2 separate regions of the Rattus norvegicus genome follow, and region 1 is linked to region 2. Evidence: chromatin contacts called from public Hi-C data. All regions are on one chromosome and are shown on one strand. Each heading gives the region's core, a stretch centred on a gene start, on an enhancer-like site or on the middle of the called end of the contact. The rest is flanking DNA. Distances are from core to core; before and after follow the strand shown.

The links. A called contact is a pair of places that touch in the nucleus more often than the background predicts.
Region 1: a contact with region 2 is called in a Hi-C map of frontal cortex, with 1.6 times the contacts expected there. The contact joins the promoter of Trpc3 here to the enhancer-like site in region 2. A contact is called at or near these places in 2 of 12 Hi-C or Micro-C datasets (Schwann cells and frontal cortex).

What each region holds. Positions count from the first base shown.
Region 1 is chr2:121,474,553-121,477,322 of GRCr8, forward strand. Trpc3 (transient receptor potential cation channel, subfamily C, member 3) reads right to left here and starts at 1,271. Exons shown (of 12, transcript NM_001415005.1): 1 at 945-1,271. The coding sequence starts at 1,123.
Region 2 is chr2:121,431,720-121,434,419 of GRCr8, forward strand. It overlaps Trpc3 (transient receptor potential cation channel, subfamily C, member 3), which reads right to left. Exons shown (of 12, transcript NM_001415005.1): 7 at 2,539-2,700. Among named protein-coding and RNA genes, the nearest start is that of Bbs7, 31 kb to the left of the region's middle. Within about 2 kb of position 1,257, at least 15 of the 93 cell types and tissues checked have an H3K27ac peak or open chromatin away from gene starts, as enhancers often do.

The DNA.
Region 1 (2,770 bases), core at 21-2,520, 43 kb after region 2:
CTTCCTGAATGATCTGCTCCCTGTCACTCATTGCTGTTTAGGTTCCGGTCCCTACCAGCTGGTTAAATCCAGCCTGGCCTGGCCTCCACCATCCAACCTCCCCAAACCGCGGACCCGGCAAGCGGACAGACTTCTGGCAGCAGGCGGCGCTGCAGAGCCTGTCCCCCGACAGGAAAGCCACCTGCCCTCTGGCAGAGGAGCCACGACTGACACCAGGGTTCCCACGCCTGAACCCCTTCCACTCAAACACTCTTCCCGCATGTGCAGCGCTCCGCCGAGGAGAGTAGAGCAGCGCCCTCTGCATCTTTGCCTCTGGAAGCTGGCCGGGCGCTGTATTGTTGGAATGAACAGGTTCTTTTCTCAATCATTTGCTTGTTAACTACTACTTTTGCAGAGAGGAAAAGAGAAGCAAGCAGAGATGTGGCGAAGGAAAAAGTCAGAACTGGAGGGAAGGAGGGGCAGGGGAGTCACTAGCTCTGAGCTTTCTGGGACCCCATAGCCCAAGTTGACCCTAAGTGACTGTGAGAGCCGCTGCCCTGGGGTTTGGATGTGAGCACGCACGTGAGGGACGCCTTCGTCCGACTCTGCACTCCGCACCGCGCTGTGCCACGCCGAGCTCCGCTCCCTGTCCTCCACCCTGGCAAGCCGGAGAGGCGCAGAGCAGCGGCGGGTCCTGTGCACACAGTCACAGCCCACGACCTCCCAGCAGCTCCCGGTTCGAGTCCGGAGATCCTAGCCCTGGTGGCCTCGCTATCTCTCCCCGAGCCCCGCCGTCGGTGATGGTCCGCGGGCAGTGCGTGCTCATGAGCCCGGCTGGGCCCGGCTCAGCAGGACCCGGGTGCGGAGCCTGAATCCTCCTGGGAAGAGGAGAGCCGCCGCGCTTAGCTGGTCCCGATCCCGGTCCCGGTCCCACCCACCCCGCTCGGCCGCGCTCCGGTACTCACGCGTCGGGCCCCGGGGACGGCGGCGCGCGCGGGCAGGGCGGCTCCAGCCCGCCGTTGACGCCCCTCCAGCCCCGGCGGCGGCGCTGCGGCTCGGCTCCCTCGGCCTCGCCATCCTCCTCCTCCGGCGCGGGCAAGGTCACCCTCGCGGGCTCCCGGCACTTCTTGACCTTGGTGGACATAGCGGCCGAGCTCCTTGCCGCCCGCAGTCAGCAGCCCAGCCGCTCTGAGTCAAGCACCCGGGCCGCGGCGCCGGGGCCGCCCGGGCCGAGCGCGCGACCTGCAGCGGAGCTCGGGGTCCGCGGCCGCGATGCCGGCTGTGCGTGGTCTGCCGGTCCGACAGCATCGCGGCGAGACGGCGCGGTTTCCCTGCGAGGAGAGGGAGGAGGGAGGAGGGAGGAGGGAGGAGGGAGGAGGGATGGGAGGAGGGGAGACCAGTCCCTCGCAGACAGCGCTGCGCAGGAATCAGACAGACCAGCAGGTGGGGAGCTGAGAAACAGCAGAAACTTCTCTCCACCCTCCTTTCCTCCTTTTTACCAGAGATCCAGACCCCTCTTGCATCTGTAGACACAAGTGTACTAGCGAAGGGAAAGGAATCCTCCACTTGTTAGTTTTTTGTTTTTTGTTTTTTTAATGCATGCTCAGCTATTCAGATCACCAAAGCAAAGCCTTGCCTGTTCCTTGTTGTCTGGCTTAGCAGAATCCACGGGGGGGGGGGGGGGGGAGTTTAAGTGCGGTTCCTGGGTCCCTGTGCCTCACAGCGGGTCAATTTCTAAAGGTGTGGGAGGCTAATTCGAGCTCTGTATTTTTCAAGAAGCATTTTCGAGGGAGAAAATTGTAGTTGTTTTTTTTTTCTTTTTCTTTCTTTCTTTTTTTGTTCGGAGCTGGGGACCGAACCCAGGGCCTTGTGCTTGCTAGGCAAGTGCTCTACCACTGAGCTAAATCCCCAACCCCTGTTTTTTTGTTTTTTGAGACAAGGTCTCACTCTGTGGCCCAGGATGGTATGGAAGTCAGTATCTGGCACAAGCTGGTCCACACCATGCCTCACAGCAATCCTTTGGTCCCAGCCTCCCTAAATTACAGCGGCAGGTGCACATATGTGTGCTGGGGTCTGTGAGGTCAGAGGTTAAATTCTGGTATCCTTCCATAGGGTCATCTACCTTGGTTTTTGAAACAGAATCTCTCACATAGACCTCAGACTTCTGGATTAGGACAGGCTTGGTTGAGGGTCAGGAAGCCACAAATCTGTTTATCTCTACCTCCCCAGCTTGTGCCACCACAGCAGACTTTAAAGAGGGTGTGGGGACTGGAAACACCCTCTCCCCCACACACAATGATTTTTAAAACTTAAAGGAATGCACTTTAAAATTCAAGGCTGTTCAAATTTCTGGGATGATGAATGGGAATTTTTGGGACCAGAGAATCCTAGGTATCTTGTTATTTTAACCATATTTGTTTGTTCGGGAAGCTGGGAATGGAACCCAAGCCACATGCCTGTATGCCTCCATCTCTGAGTTATTCACCAGCATGGATGCCTCTTACAGATGTGGGTGCTAACAGCTTAGACAGACTGAGTGGATTGCCCCCAGGTAAGCAGGTACCAGGGAAGCTCCCCTCAGACCCAGAGTATTCAAGACGTTCTGTTACTTCAGTCACTTCAGTCGGGCAGATGGCATCTACAATGTATCCTGGAAGAATGACAGAAATAGTTTCTTCACTTCTAACACTATTTAGTGGCTGCTGTGCTTCGTGGAGAAACAGTTCTTTCTGAACTCAAGACACAAACGTACAGAACTGTGGATCCCTTTCAATTACCTCTTCAAAAGCAC
Region 2 (2,700 bases), core at 7-2,506:
AAGTACTTAGTCATCTGAATACAAAAGGGAGGGCGATCTGGATATTTATATTCTTTTTTGGGGGGAAAAAAATCTCTGGAAGTATTTGAAGGAAACCGTGGTTTCTGAGAATGAAAACCAGCTCATAGACCGAGGGTCAGGATGTGAAGGAGAGGCTTTTCACTCTATCTAAATACCCCACCCAATGCTTGAATTCTGACCACAAGAATCCACAGGCAGCCATGTTGTCTGTGGAGAATTAACTCCAAGGTCCTCATGGCCACCAGCATCTGAGAATGTGCAAGGGAGTCCCACAGAAATGGCGCTGTATTTCCAGGATACCAGTGGATGACTTCCTGCAGTATTTAGACCACCTCTTAGTTACTTAAAACAGCGAACCTAATACTAAGCCATGCAAATGATCACTACACCGGAGCGTTTGGGGAACAGCGGCAGGGAAAGGATGTGCACGCTCCAAAGAGACACATTCTTTTTTTAAAGAATATTTTGATCCATGGTTGGTTGGGTGTGGGGTAAAGGTTCTGAAAGCCAGCTGTGCCCCCTCCATGGAAACAATGCTCATCTGCAAGAGACATGGGTGGGGGACAATGGCATGGGAGCCCCGGTCCTCGTGGCACACAGTAGACTAAGCATCAAGTTCCATCTCTTGTACAACTTCTACCTGCGAGCATTTAGCCATTTCGTCACAGGATCTTCACATCTGTGGCTGAATAAAGAACCTTCAACTGTCGCCACCCAAGAACGCTGTGAAGTACAGATGGAAAATAGTCTTTTTTTCCCCCGAAGAAAATGATTTAGGAAAACAATACTTTAAAATATTTTTTTCTTTTCTATTTTTCGGAGCGGGGGACCGAACCCAGGGCCTTGCGCTTGCTAGGCAAGCGCTCTACCACTGAGCTAAATCCCCAACCCCACTTTAAAATATTTTTAACAAATTCTAAACAACAATGAAGCCTTTAGACCTGCAGGCTTAAACACTCATTTACTCACTTATTCATTTAACCACTCAGCCAGTGACGCTGGAACAACTGGTATGTTCTAGAAATGTTGTTAGTTCCTGGGGACAAAGGGTTGAGGATGGGGAGTCGGGGGGAGGTTGATTCCCTGTCACAAAACCTCAGAGTGTGAAGTGGATGTGGAGGCAGGAGACTGAGCACGCTAGCTAGCCTCCATTTCTGCATTTACTCAACCTGTCACGGGGCCACCCCGCCCCATCCTCTGGAGCCATTGAGCCTCGCAAACTTCTCTGCAGCATCTGTGGGCCGGGCGTGTGTGGGAACCGCGGGAGTTGGAATGGAAAGGACACCGCAGCTCCTACTGTGGGCAAGAGGCTTTACGTAACTAGCCTTACGTAATCCTCCCGACGACCTTATTTAAAAATCTGTCGTGCTTATTTTAAAAATGAGAAAAAATGACACGGGAAAAATGTTCAGTAATTTAACCAAAGGGCGCAGTTAGAAAATAGCAGAACTGGGGTTGGGGATTTAGCTCAGTGGTAGAGCGCTTGCCTAGCAAGTGCAAGGCCCTGGGTTCGGTCCCCAGCTCTGAAAAAAAAAAAAAAAAAGAAGAAGAAAAAAGAAAAAAAAAAAAGAAAAAAGAAAAAGAAAAAGAAAATAGCAGAACTGTGTTAAAACCTGGGCCTGACAGACTTCCCAGCGATACTCTCGGCTACTACGTGGTGTGGCCAGGTCTCCCTTCAAAAAAGATGAGGTAACAGTAATGTACCATGTGAACTGCTGTGAGGAAGGGAACAGGGGCCCTGTGCAGGGTCCTGGTCACTCTCCATTGGAGTCATAGGATATTTTTGCTGTTGTCATCATTTATTACAATAAAATGAACCTCTGGCCTCCTTTACCTTTAAGACCTGCTCAACAATAGCTATTTAAGGGTTACTTTAGGACGATTCATGTGTTTCCAAGGACATGATTCTGTACTTTACCTCCAGGGAACGTACTGTGTTGCTGGTGTGCAGATGTGGCAATATGGGAGCAAAAGGAAGGTGGCAAGATTCAGGATACCCTTGCCTACAGGGAGAGCCCCATCCCCATGACAACCAGCCACCCAGGGGTGAGAATGATGATCTCACAGCTGGGGTAGCTCTATAGCAGCAGGGAAACCTAACAGTGAAAGTGACTGTGGGGATTAATCAAGGAAGGCTTCAGGAAGGACCAGACTCTTCAGGGAGGGTTGGGGTTAGCCTTGTCTTCTCAGGAGCTGTCCTGATACTTGAATCCTTGTACTCACTACTGATGAAAACATTAACATGGAAACTAGAAAAGTAATACAGACTTCAAAATGATGATGCTAAATTTAGAGTTATATATAATGTCAGAGTTGTCCCCTTTTAGACATTTGCCATCCAATTTTCTTAAAATAGCCATTTTGGTCCAGTATGACCTGCATGACCAGCTACAGACACTGACTTCATGGGATTGTTTTACTGCTCCTGAGAATGGCTTTGTTTCCAGCTGACAGTCTGCACTTGCTGGACCCCTTAGAAGTTCTTTCTATACCTTTCTAGGATGACGTCTTACTTACGTGGTAAAAGCAGGGTTTACTTTGGCCCCAAGGTAGTAGGAGTAAAGTATGAACATGCCAATCATGAAAGCCAGGAACACCATGATGAAGAGAACCATGAACTTGAATATGTCCTTCACAGTCCTCCCCAGAGAGATCTGCAAGGGCCCAAAGCTCTCGTTT